Regions from separate parts of the Sus scrofa genome. Here region 2 is linked to region 1. A link is a contact called in public HiChIP or PLAC-seq data. All regions are on one chromosome and are shown on one strand. The core of a region is the stretch at or near the end of the contact, and the rest is flanking DNA. Distances in the headings are between cores, read along the strand shown. Region 1 holds the start of RABEP1 (rab GTPase-binding effector protein 1). Region 2 holds the start of CAMTA2 (calmodulin-binding transcription activator 2).

Evidence for each region. HiChIP or PLAC-seq counts read pairs in DNA pulled down with a chosen protein or histone mark.
Region 2: a contact with region 1 is called in an H3K27ac HiChIP or PLAC-seq map of alveolar macrophages. The contact joins the promoter of CAMTA2 here to the promoter of RABEP1 in region 1. A contact is called at or near these places in 1 of 5 promoter capture datasets (liver), 11 of 47 Hi-C or Micro-C datasets (alveolar macrophages, blood, brain and 7 more) and 2 of 2 datasets of contacts at active chromatin or transcription factors (alveolar macrophages and skeletal muscle).

Annotation. Positions count from the first base shown.
Region 1 is chr12:51,854,394-51,860,788 of Sscrofa11.1, reverse strand. It overlaps RABEP1 (rab GTPase-binding effector protein 1), which reads left to right and starts at 2,541. Exons shown (of 20, transcript XM_021067732.1): 1 at 2,541-2,688. The coding sequence starts at 2,556.
Region 2 is chr12:51,927,145-51,933,909 of Sscrofa11.1, reverse strand. It overlaps CAMTA2 (calmodulin-binding transcription activator 2), which reads right to left and starts at 2,116. Exons shown (of 23, transcript XM_021067750.1): 1 at 1,530-2,116; 2 at 138-232. The coding sequence starts at 168. INCA1 (protein INCA1) reads right to left here. Exons shown (of 6, transcript XM_021067760.1): 3 at 4,179-4,292; 4 at 3,900-3,939; 5 at 3,432-3,625; 6 at 2,446-2,985. The coding sequence ends at 2,565.

The DNA.
Region 1 (6,395 bases), core at 1,292-3,791:
TATCTGTCATAGCCTCTCTTTTTTGCAAGAGCAGCAAAACTGCTCATACCTACCTATAAAACTCAAGACGGAAGTCCCAGGCATGTTGGGAGATCGTGAAACATCAGCCCCTGCCCAGGCATACACATCCGTACACACACTGGGCACGAGAATGCTATTTGGGGGCCGTACGCCTCAGTCTCCTTCCCTCAGTAAATCCCCACTGCTGCAAATGGCCCCTACATTGGCCATGCAGTGGTGGGCAGGGCAGTACCCAGAGTACGACTTAGCCTTTTTCTGCTTAACCCACGTACAAGGGCTGATTAAATGAAGCACTGTTACTGCCTGGGCCAGTGATGACCAGAGTTTAGTGTGCATCAGAACTCCTGAATGGCTTGTTAAAACACAGATTTCTGAGCCCAACTCTAGAGTTTCTTATTCAGGAGGTCTGCGAGGGGAGCCTGAGACTTTGCCTTTCTAACCCTCGTCCCACATGCTGCTCTTGCTGCTGACTCAGACACCTCACTTTTTCTCTTTTTCTGGCCACAGCGGCCTGCAGCAGCTTGATGTGGGATCTCAGTTCTCAGACCAAAGACTGAACTGGGCGGCGGTGGTGAAAGTGCCAAATCCTAACCACTAGACCACCAGGGAGACTCTCAGACACCACACTTTTTGAATCATTGACCTAAGCTATTGGTTTTCAACTTTGCTGGGTGTATGTTAGAACTGCTTGGAAAACAAACGAAACAATAAAGTCCAGACCATACCTCAGATCAGTTTCAACAAAATCTATGTGGGTGGCGCCAGACAGCAATATTTTTAAAGACCCCTCCCGTCCCTAAGACAGACAACCGTTAAATGTAGGTGCACTAGATAAAAGTCAGTAGAACCAAATGTCTCCCAGTCTTGGTCTGAGGCAGGAGGCTTTTTAGTATGGACATCTTTCCTTGGGGTGAATGCAGCTGGCAGTGATGGTGATGATGGATCATAGCCTGGACAAAAGTTTGAGCCGAATGAATAGGGTTGAAGTAGCAATCATGGGAACTCCCATTGTGGCTCAGTGGGTTAAGGACCTGACATAGTCTCTGAGAGGATGTGGGTTAGATCCCAGGCCTTGCTCAGGATCTAGCATTGCAGAAACCTGCGGTTGCGGCTTGGATCTGGTGGTGCAGTGGCTGTGGCATAGGCCTGCAGCTGTAGCTCTGATTTGACCCCTAGCCTGGGAACTTCCATATGCTGCAGGTGTGGCCATTAAAAAAAAAAAAAAAAAAAGCAATCATGGCAATGATAGAAACGCTGACTAAGGCAACAGAAGATGATTTCTGGGCAGAAGTGAAAGACCTCTGGGGAAGTGGAGGCCATAAATTTCTTTTGGGGCTCTTTTCCAAAATGCATGATTTTCCCCACTAGCTGTCAGCAGCCTGGGCAAAGAAACCGAACATTTTAACTGATCCGGATTAATAAATTTCCCGCGCACTTGCAGACAGTAGAGCAAAAGGGTTAAGGATATTGGTGTGAGAATGGCCACAATGATGGACCTTATAGTCTAGGGCCTCATCCCAGTGAACGCAAGTGAAAGCTTTTTTTCCTTTTCTGATAGGTTGTGTACTGGATATATATGTAATATTACTTTCTGTGATCAGTCACTCTCTTCTCTATTCCACAGGGATTATGGGGAGGCAAACACAGAAGCCTCCTCCCACAAAGGGCGAAGATGGGTAACCCAGATTTGGTTAATGCTACTATCCTTTTACCCTGAATACCATGATTGGTCCAGGGGTGAGCACCAGACCTAAACAAGGCCAATCGCAGGCCTTCCCTGATATTTGGGGTGGGCGGCCGAATTTGCGGCGGCTTTAGATAGGATAGAATGCCTCTTCCACGTAGTCACCTTTGAACCGAGACCTGAATAACAAAGTTTGCGGTGCACAGGAGTGGCAGAGGAAGTAACAAGTACGAAGGTTCAAAATTCAAGAAATACGGAGACTAGAATGGAAGGCCGTTCCCAGTGCCTAAACTCTTAATTTCTGCTCAACCTTCAGATATCAGCCCAAACTTCACTCCCTCCAGAAAGTCCTGCCCGACCTCAAGAGCGGGTCTCCCTTCGCCCCCAGTAGATGACGGGCCTGTCCTAGGACGTAGGGATCTGTTTATCAGGCTCTTGGTGCGCAGGGAAGGGAGTGACGAAATAAGGGCTACAGGTGGTGGTTTAGGGGGTGTCGCGCGATCTCTGCCCGGCGGGCGAGAAAGCGAAGCCCACCTCCAGTTTCTCAAGCTCAGATCAATGCTTCGGGGAGCGATAGCAGCGCGCAGAGGGGCCAGTCTTAGGACGGAAGTGCATCCCTGGAGCCGTTCTAGGAAACTCGGAGGACCTAGCTCGTCAGTGATCCTGGGGCTAACTGGTCATCGCCCAGCACACACGGCCACTCCAGGGAGCTGGTGTGGCAGGCAGCGGCGAAACGGGGCTTGAGTGAGGGCGAGAACCGGCGCAAAAGAAGCCTGGAAAAGGGCGAGGAGGAGCGGGCGTGCCGACCACCTGTTCCTCCCTGGAGTGCGGCGCGCGCTGATTGGCTGGAATGTCGCCCGGGGACCGGAAGTGGCCGATGCCCGTCGCCCGTGAAACCAAGACAACAGCTGTGGTTCTGCGCCGGCGGGCAGAGCGGCGCGGGGAGCCCGAGCGGAGCGAGCGTGGGGCCGTAGCTGTCTGCGGTGAGACCTCATTCCGTCCCTACAGGGGCCGGAGGGCACTGGGCTCCCGACCCCCCTGGCCCGCGCGCCGCGTGAAAACCCTACGTTTAGGCCGGTGTCAGACCCGGTTCGCTCTCTGACCTTGGACTTTATGGTCCCCCCTCCCCCTCCCCTCCATTTCCCCACCTGCAGACGCCCTGGGCAGGGCCCGGGCCCGTCCCCGCCCTGGTTCCCTGCCTGTCAGCCGCGGACGCGGGAGCAGCAGGGACACCCCCTTCCTCGGTCCCGACGTGGGGGGCCGTGGGAGCTGTGGTTTCTTCACAGTCCATTCCCAAGTAAACTTCAGCGACGAAATGGCGGGCGGTGTCAAAAACTTCAGGCCTCTTGGTAGACTGTGGCCAAGGCAGGCATGCGGGATATTGGCCTATGAGGGTTTAGCTGTAGAAAGGAGACAGGTTTGAGCGTAGAGTTAATAGAGCCTTCTTGATTGTGGGAACCAGGAGAGGAGGACAGACGAAAGGAGGGTACTGGTGCTTTAATTAAATGTCATCCAGATTGGGAGCAGGAACTTATTTCTACAGATAGTTATTGACATCAGCTGTGTCAGATCCTGTTCTAGGCTCTTTAGATACAAAAATGAATGAAATATCCAGTTAGTCCTCAAGGATGTCACAGATTTATGTAGATAAGACATTTACACCAACTTATTTAACAGTTATTTACCAGGTATCCAAAATGTGCTAGGCACTGGGATTCTATCAAGGTGAATAGACCACCATCTTTACTCAAGGTCTAAAGAAGGAGAAGCAGAGATGAAAATAGGCTAACAGTACATTGAAGTAACTACTGCAAATTGGACTCTTGGGGACAGGGAAGGAGAATGGAAGACACTTCATGTTTGAGCTGAGTCTTGTAGATGTTTGTTAAGTGCACAAGGTGGGCAATAGTATTGCAGGAACCTGTTCTCAAAGGCAAAGAAGCTTTAAAGAGTAAGATGTGTTTGGGAGTTCCCTGGTGGCTCAGCAGGTTAAGGATCCCGTGTTGGCACTGCTGGGGCTTGGGTCCCTGATGTGGTGCAGTTTCCATCCCTGACCCTGGGAACTTCTGCATGCTGCAGGTGCAGTCAGAAAAAAAGAATAAGGGAATTCCTGTTGTGGCTCAGTGGTAGCAAACCCATGAGGACGGAAGTTTGATCCCTGACTTTGCTTAGTGGGGTGTGGTGTAGGTCACAGACTCGACTTGGATCTGGTATTGCTGTAACTCTGACATAGGCCAGCAGCTGCAGCTCCGATTAGACCCCTAGCCTGGGAACTTCCATAAGCCTCAAGTGGGGCGCTAAAAAGCAAAAAAAGAGAAGTATTTGAGCTGCAGGACCCTAAACATGACTGCAGCTTCCAGCAGTCACTGGCGAGGGTAGGACAGAAGATGGGGAGACTGGGGGCCTGACGGGGGTGGGGTGGGTGGCAATTAGCCCTGTGAGGTTTCTATCCTGTAGCCCGAGGAGAGCAATGAACAGGATGTGACATGATAACTGTAGCACAAAGAAAGAGGTGAATGAAGTGCTGGTTCAGAGGACCAGGGAAGAGCCTCTTTCCTGCTGTTGTTGCTGAAGACTTTGGTGAGGAGTGTTACAAATGTTGTTACAAATGTTGAGTGCTTGGTAGGGTCTGACCTTTCAGAAGTTAAGGAAGGTTTTTTTTTTTTTTTTTTTTTTAAGATGCTCTTGTCTGTAAGTAACGGAATACAACTCAGGCTGGCTTACAAAATACAAGTATATAAGCTCGGAGTTCCCGTTGTGGCGCAGTGGTTAACGAATCTGACTAGGAACCATGAGGTTGTGGGTTCGGTCCCTGGCCTTGCTCAGTGGGTTAATGATCCGGCGCTGCCGAGAGCTGTGGTGTAGGTTGCAGACGCTGCTCGGATCCCGCATTACTGTGGCTCTGGCTTAGGCTGGGGGCTACAGCTCCGATTGGACCCCTAGCCTGGGAACCTCCATATGCCGTGGGAGCGGCCCAAGAAATAGCAACAAGACCAAAAAAAAAAAAGAGTTTTTTAAAAAAAAAAACAAGTATATAAGCTCTCTTAATTGGAAGTCAAGAGGTAAAATGGTTTCAGGATTGACTGAATCTAGTGGTCTTGGCTTCACAATTTTCTCAGCTATGCTTGCCTTCATCCACGGCTGCCCGTGAAATGGCAACAGTGGTTTGGGGCAACACTCGATAGAAATCTTTCCCCGTGGTTCACGCAGGATGGCAGACAACGAGTCCCAGACGCTCTTAGCACATCTCCTCAGATTATTGACACAGGAGTTCCCATCGTGGCGCAGTGGTTAACGAATCCGACTAGGAACCATGAGGTTGCGGGTTCGATCCCTGGCCTCGCTCGGTTAAGGATCCAGCCAGCGTTGTCGTGAGCGTGGTGTGGGTCGAAGACACAGCTCGGATCCTGCGTTGCTGTGGCTGTGGCATAGGCCGGTGGCTACAGCTCCAGTTCAACCCCTAGCCTGGGAACCTCCATATGCCGCGGGAGCGGCTCAAGAAAAGGCAAAAAGACCAAAAAAAAAAAAAAAAAAAAAAAAAAATTGACCCAGATGAAGGCATTTGTCCATTCCTGAACCAATTATTTCTGCTGTATGGAATGGTCGCTTGGCAAAGGGGATCATATGAATTTGACTAGGGACACTCTCTCGCGGCTCCCAACTGGAGCTGTTGTTCTCCTGCAAAGAGCAAGGCCACTGCAGACTTTTTTGCTTAAATACCTCTTAAAGTAATCTGAAAAGTTTTTCTGTCCCCTGAAGTGGTTCTGAGTTGACATCCAAAATGTTTCATCAGGTTTTTCATCATGAATTTGAATCATTTCAAAGGGTATTCCTTTTGGTATATTATAAACTGTAGCATTTCAGAACCGAGCCTCATGCAGTTTGCAGCATTCCCGCCCTTGGTTCCGTGAGCTCCCCATGACCTTCACCCTCTCTGTAAGAGTCATCTCAGCTGTGTGCTGGCTAATATCCTCAAGTCCCTCACTCCCTCCTTCTTCTACACATGTGTCCCCAGATTCCCAGGCTGCTCTGGGGCTGTCAGAAGTGTTGCTGGAGAAAGTCAGCACCGTCAGGCAGGTGTCACAGGATCACATCTGTTATGTTGTTTAGCTCCTAGTACTTGCCCATCTTCATTCTCCAGAACGTCGGTACACCTTCACCTGCCTTCTCTCCTTCCCGGTCTACCCTACCTCTGCGCATGCTGCACTGAGGTCAGAATGTTCTTTCTGTTCTCTCGGACTTGCCAGCCTCTCAGGCTTTGCTCACCCCGTGTTCTGCCCGGAATGCTGTGGTGCAGTGGTCCTCAAACGAAGGGTGTGGGTCCACAAACATTTCCTGTAACACCCGAGAGTGTAGTGCTTTTCAAATGCAAATCAGTCTCTGGAATCTTGACTTCAGTTTGTACCTTTTCCTACCAGCCATCTGCTTGAGAATGGGCCTGTGGCCTGTTGACTTTTCTTTTCTCAGCTCTTCTTTCACAATTGCTCTTTTCCTCCTTGACCAAAGAAAGATACATCTCTACCCACGCCTTCTGTAATTTCCCTGTGGTGTATCACTCTGGGGTGGAAAAACCTCCGGAGCACCACACAGAGGGACACTTTGTTAAGGAAGTAAATGATTTCTGTGTCTTTTATAACTCAAGTCCCAATCTTTGCTTTCAACAAAACTTTAAAAAGACCTGATCAGACCG
Region 2 (6,765 bases), core at 867-3,366, 74 kb before region 1:
GACAGGGGCCGAACCCAGAGCACTGGGGGAAGTAAGACGATGACAAGGAGTGCAGGGATCCAAGAATCAGAAGATCACCACCACTCCAGGAGGAAAAAAGGCTGTGCCCAAACTGGGAACCTGGACTGTGAACTCACCAGCAACCTCGGTGGTGTCCTTGGTATTCATGGTGAGGGCTCCAGGGGGCAAGATCACCCCCGGCCAGAAGGGCCGGGGGGAGGGGGAGTCTGTGCTGAGAAGGGAGAGAACAAGGTCATGGCAGAAGCCCCCACGCTAATGGATGAGAATGAGGTGGGAGATGGGTACAGAACTGGGTCATGATATCTGGGAAAGATAAGGAAGAGAGAGGAAGCGGTTGGACTGTGATGACAGAGTACAGCCGGGAATGGAGGAGAGGGACAGCCCAGCCATGGGCCAGTAACGAACACGAGCGGGGAGACACGACAGGACAGAGCCGTCAGGAAGAGACCGGCCCGGTGGGGGAGGGGAGAGAAGGCCGGCGGGGCTGGCGCGTTTCAGAGGCCCTACAGCCTGGGCTCTTGTGAGGCTGGGGCTGCGATGGGGTCAGGTCCTGGGGCTGGGACTCAGAGCATCCGGTCCTTGGAGAATGGTCTGACAAATAAGAGCCTGGATGCTGGGGGCAGGGCAGGAGATCTAAGTCCGGGTAGAGAGCTAGGCCTTAGAAGACACACCCTGAGTTCCTTCTCTATTTGATTTTTCCAAGGGGAAGGGCAGATCTGCTAACTGATTATAATCCACACCCTCTCCTCCAGGCTGGTCAGGGCCTGGGAGAAACGGAGCTACACACCCAGGACCCAGCCTCCCACCCTCAGGACAACCCATCCTCCACCCTGAGACAGACCGCCCTCTCCTCTCCTATCCCTCCGCACCTCTCTCCCCAAAGCCTCTGCTTCCCTTGGCCTCCAGGCCTACCCTACCCCATCTACCACTCTGGCTCCAGCCTGGGCCCCCACCCTTCTGGGGGAACAGATGGAAGCTGGAGGATGCTCTCGGCGCGGGCTCCGCCAGGTGTCCGGGGATGGAGAGGGGGCAAGAGGCCCGTCCGAGCTCGGCTGTGTGCAGCCGAGCCTGGGTTGGGTAAGGACTCCGCCCCAGGGCGCAGGTGCGAAGTCCGGGCTAGGCAGCCAGCCAGGGTGCGGAGCGGGCCGGGGGCTGCCCCTCGCGGCGGTGCGGTGGTCCCCAGGGACGCTCCGAGGTGGGAGGGTCCCGTCTCCCGCCCGCACGTCGGGATGTCCTGGAGGAGCTGCGGCGCGGAGTCCGCGGGTGCACGGCGAGCGAGGGGCAGTGCGGGTGCGGGGGTCCCCGGGACGGTCCGGCCCGGCCGGTCCGCCTCGGGGCCCTGCGCCGAGCGGCGCCCCCTGGCGCGGGGGAGGAGGACGGAAGCGGGGAGTCGGGGCGAACCCGGCGGAGGGCCAGTGGTCCCCGGCGCGGTGCGCCACGTCCCGGCCGGCGGAGCTGCGCCCCCTGGCGCGGGGGCGGAGAGGCGGGCGAGAAGCCCTGGCTCTTACCTCCCGGGGTCCCGCGGGTGACGGCGGCAGCGGCCATTCTACCCCACACCGACCCCCCCCCAGCGCCGGCTGACAGCGGCGTCCGACGTCACTGCGCACGGGGCGGGGCCTCCCAATTAAGGGGCTGAGGGTCGCGACTGGAACCTGGGGTCAGCGGCACACGTGGGGCTCTGGGTGGGGCGCCAGCCCGAGGCCCTCGGCTTCCAGGGCCCCGAGCCAGGCCGAGGGACGGACTGCCGGGCAGTCCCAGGAGGGGCAGCCGTGCCGAGGGGCGGGATGCCGGGGTCCCGGAGGCGGAAGCTCGGCGACTGACGTGACCTCGGCCGGGGAAGTGGGGCGCGGGCGGCCGGCAGCGCTGCTGGGCGGGGAACGCAGGAGCGGGGCAGGACTTCATTTGGGGATCCAGCCCTTCATTTGAGCGGGGTTCCCTGCGAAGGCGAAAGGAGCCCCCCTCCCCACGAGCCTCTCCATCACTGCTCGGCGGAAAGAAAGACAACTCAAGGGCTCAACTTGCTGGGTTTTGGTAACAGAACAGAGAAGAGCGCACAGGGGCAGGGAGCCGGCTTGGGGGACGCTGGGGAGCTCCTGTGAGAGGGGCGGGGCGGGCTGGAAGCCAGGGGGCTGTCTGCGCCTAGTCCAGAGGATGGGAGAGGAGGGTGGGGGGCCAAGGAGAAGGGGAAGGCCTGGACGTCGGAAATGCCGGAGATTCCAGCGCCGAGAACTCGTCTTGGGCCCGAGGCACGCCCGCACCTTGGGGTGGACGGCTTCTCCTTACTCCTCAGACCACAGCTCCATCCCCCAGCGACTGCAAACGGGGTCCCTACTGGCTGTGGCGGTGCTGAAGGAGGCCAGAGAACTCAGCCCCCTGGAGAGACAAGACCTCTCCTGGCCCAGGGGACTCCAGGGAGACCAAAGCAGCTGTACGGATGACAAAGATAACGAGAGAATCAAAAAGAAGTCTCTCTGCAGATTTCCTAGTCCCCAAACCCACCCTCAGCCCCCAGTCTCCGGCTCTTAGCTACTTTATTTTTCATTTTACTTTATTTTTATGCCACGCCCGAAGCATGCAGAAGTTCCTGGGCCAGGGATAGAACCTGCGCCACAGCAGCGACCCGAGTCACAGCAGTGACAATGCTGGATCCTTAAGTCACTGTACCGCAGGGGGCCAACCTTTATTTTTGTTCCTCTCAAATCCATCTGTCCAGTGCGGTTCTTGGCTTCTGCTGTCTCTCCATATAAGACATCCACGTCCCCTCCACGCCCCCGCCCCAAGTCCCTCTTCAGCCCTACCTGGGCCCTGCCAGGACTGAGGAGGTCGTCCTCTTCCCTTGGGGAGTTTGCCCTCTCCTCCTCCGGATCAGGGTGTCGCCGGGTGCTGGGTTGTCCACAGCCGTCTTCATCCAGCCCCAGCGGCTCAGGTGCAGCCCCAGAGCTGCCCCACTGGGCTTTCTTCAGTCTATGGAGACTTTAGGTTTAGGAAAGAGGTGCCTGGAAGCCAGGCTCCTGCCTCTCCGTTCTTCATCCTTTCTGCCCTGAAAGCCTCCCTGCTGGCACCAGGGGTGTTGTCTCCACTCCCAAATTTCTGCTCCCCTCAGACTGGAGTATTTTCAGTCCAGGGGCTCAGATGTACCCCCTAGCTCCCCACTAGCCTCTAGTTCTAGGGCGTGCTTTCCTTTCTTCAGTGGCCTGAGTGCCACCCCCTCCAGCTCTTAGGGCTCATCCCCCATCCCTGAGTTCCCTCCTCCTTCCCATATTATGAAACTGCTGCTTCAGTCCTACCGAGACCATGGCTCATTCCCAGACAACCTCCAATTCCTTCAAAGTTCTCCACCTTTTCCTTAGTTCAAACCATCCTGTACCCATACCCTATCTGCCTCCCAGAGCCCAGACATCTGTCCTTACTCATTGATGATTCTCTGTCGCCTCCTTAGATCCTCCAGGTGATAAGTGACAGCCCTCACTCGGGCTGGGATGCTCCCAGATCCCTGCTGCATTCCTGCCAAATGTTGCCTCCTTCTCTTTCTTCTGCAGAGCATCTCCGGGGGTGGGAGCCCCTCAGGGGGGTACAGGCCAAGCTGGGAGCAACCAGTGACTCTCTGTGCCAGAAAATGAGGAAAAGGAGCTAGAAGGCAAAACTGAATCTCTCAGGGGAGCTGGGACAGAAAGAGGGGGTCAGGGGTCTTGGGAAACCCAAGTCATGAAAATGCACCTGTGATCTGGAAAACATAACTGATTCTTAGAAAGGAGGGCCGGGTTAGTGCACTGGCTGGGGGATGCCACAGGGAAGGGGTAATAAGGACCGCCCGGGATAGGATGGCAGTGGGTGCAATTTTAACCGAAACACGTCAAAGGGCAGAAAGTTTGTCACACCAGCAAGGGTGGGGTGTACGGTTCCTCCATCCAAGTGGGCCTGTGAAGCACAAAAAAAGGGGGCTAAGAGCAGAGATAATACTCCCATCCATATCGCTTCTCTAATGACCCCTCCCAACCACCTCCCTGGCATTAGGAGCCACAATGTCCATCAGCCAGCGGGATGATTATCCCCTAACTAGTGCTTATTGCTACTGTAAGGCTTTACGGTAGTTTAAGATGGTACAGCCTCCCCGCCTCACTTCCACTTGGTCCCCGTTTTTCTCCATTCATACCAACCTGGGCTTTTGACTAAGGTTCTCCCAGAAGGTGTTTCCATAATGCCGGGGTGTCAGTCTGAGGCTCTGGGAAGGCAAGCTGGGGGGTGGCGATCGGCTGACCACCCTGGAACACCTGATGTGAGGACAAGGTAGGCTTGGGTCTTGCTTTTCCCTTAGAGCATCTACTCATGCCAGGAATTTAGGGGTCTTATCTTACCATGGGACCTTACGGCCGCCCAAGCTCCCTCGGGCCATGTCCCTTATCCATTTAAGCTGAGGACGGTGGCAAGGCCTTTGCTTTGAGAGGCGATTGGAGCTAGAGTGAGGGTCCATTAGCAATTGTTTGAACTTCAGATCTCGCTGACTCTCAAGCTCTGACACCTCACAACCAGAGAACATCTTATTTAGCAAGCAGGGCTCTTAAAGAGGAAGGTCCGAGTACTTAGGTGATGTGACAGGTTCCTTTTAGTCAATGCAAGGCTCCAGGAGAGCAGAACCTCTGTTCACCCCTGCCTTATCTCCCCTTCTCAGAAATACGAATATCCTTTTGGTACAGAGGGATGTGCAAAGCTGTTTGAGAACAGTTCTCGTCACTTCCAAAATCCCCAGACCGAATGATGTTTGGTGCCCTGGGGCTTAGGCCTGGGCCCTTTATCTTTTTCATCTCCATCCCTCCTTAGGTGATCTCACCCAGGTCCATGACTTTAAATACCACCGATGTTCTGACGAACCCAAATCTATATTTTCAGCTCGGGCTCCTCCCCTGGACTCCAGACTGACAGGTTCAACTGCCCCCACAACGCCTCCTCCTTAGCCTTCCCCATCTTGCTGAAAGTCACTCCAAATGCCCAGTTGCTAGAGCAAAACATACACTCAAATTTGACCACTCCTCACCATTTCTGCTCCCCCCATCGTATTCCAGCTCATCTTCCCCTGTCTAGACCACTGCAATTGCCTCATACTCTTGTCCCTCTTCCAAATGAATCCCCCAACAATCTATCCTGCATAGAGCAGTGTGAGTTGTATTTTATAAACGATTATGTGAAATGAGTTCCCATTTAAGGTTTAAAGTAGTCGGAGTAGCAAGAAACTGAAGGGGTGTATCAAAAAGATTATCCACATACTGATACTTTTTGCAGCTGCTAAAAAGGATAGTCTGGGTTCCTGATTACTATTTTCTCTACTTCTGCAATTGTTTGAAATTTTTCATAACAAAAAGTTGCAGGAAAAAAAAAAGTCTACTCATGTCATTCCTTTGCTTAGAAACTTCCACTGATTTCTACTGTGCTTAGAATAGTATTCAAACTTTTTTTTTCTTTTTCATTTTTGGCCACCCTGCAGCATATGGAGTTCCTGGGCCAGGGATCAGATCTGAGCCATAATTGCTACCTAAGTGGCAACGCTGGGTCCTTAACCCACTATGCCAGGGTGGGGATCGAACCTGTGACCCAGTGCTCCCAGATGCTGCCAATCCCATTGTGCGGCAATGGAACTCCTCAAACTCTCTTCAATGGCTTATAACATCCTATATGATCCGGCCTCTGCCTGTCTGAGGCACTGCACCTTTCCCTTGATCATTGTTTCAGTTTCACTGACTTGCTTCCTGCTCCAAAAAGGTAGTAAACTTGTTGCCAGGCTAGGGGTTGAACCGGAGCTATAATCCTAGCCCTACGTCATAGCACAGCAATGCCAGGGCCGAGCCTCATCCTTCATCTGCAACCTACACCGCAGCTCACGGCAACACTGGATCCTTAACCCACTGAGCGTGGCCAGGGATCGGACCTGCATCCTCATGGATAACAGTTGGGTTCTTAATCTGCTGATCCACAAAAGGAACGCCTATTTTTTGTACTTTTTTAAGCTACTATATCTTCTAACCCCTGTTTATATTTTTGTTGTTGTTGTCTTTTTTTTTTTTTTTTTATTTTTAAGGCTGCACCCGCATGGAAGTTCCCAGGCTAGGGGTCAAATTGGAGCCACAGCCACAGCAACATGGGACCTGAGCCGTGTCTGCAACCTACACCACAGCTCACGGCAATGCCAGCTCCTTAATCCACTGAACGAGGCCAGGGATTGAACCCACATCCTCATGTATCCCAGTGGGGTTCCTTACCGCAGAGCCACCATAGGAACTCTTTTTTTTAAATGGCCATACCCGACGTATATGGAAGTTCCTGGGCCAGGGAGTGAATCCGAGTCACAGCTGCAAACTACACCACAGGAGCAGGACCATTAGATCCTTTAACCACTGTGGTAGGTGGGGGATCAAACCTGCATCTCCCCATCAACCTCAGCCACTGCAGTTGGATTCTCTTGTTTGCTTTTCTTTTCTAGGGCTGCATCTGTAGCATAGGGAAGTTCCTGGGCTAGGGGTCAAATCAGAGCTTCAGGTGCCAGCCTATGCCATAGCCACGGCAATGCCAGATCCGAGCTGTGACCTATGCCACAGCTTGCTGCAACACCGGATCCTAGACCCACAGAGCAAGGCCAGGGATCAAATCCGCATCCTCACAGACACTATGCCGTGTTCTTAACCCGCTGAGCCACGACGACAAGTCCTATAGTTGGATTCATAACCCACTGTACCACAGCAGGAAATCCTACCC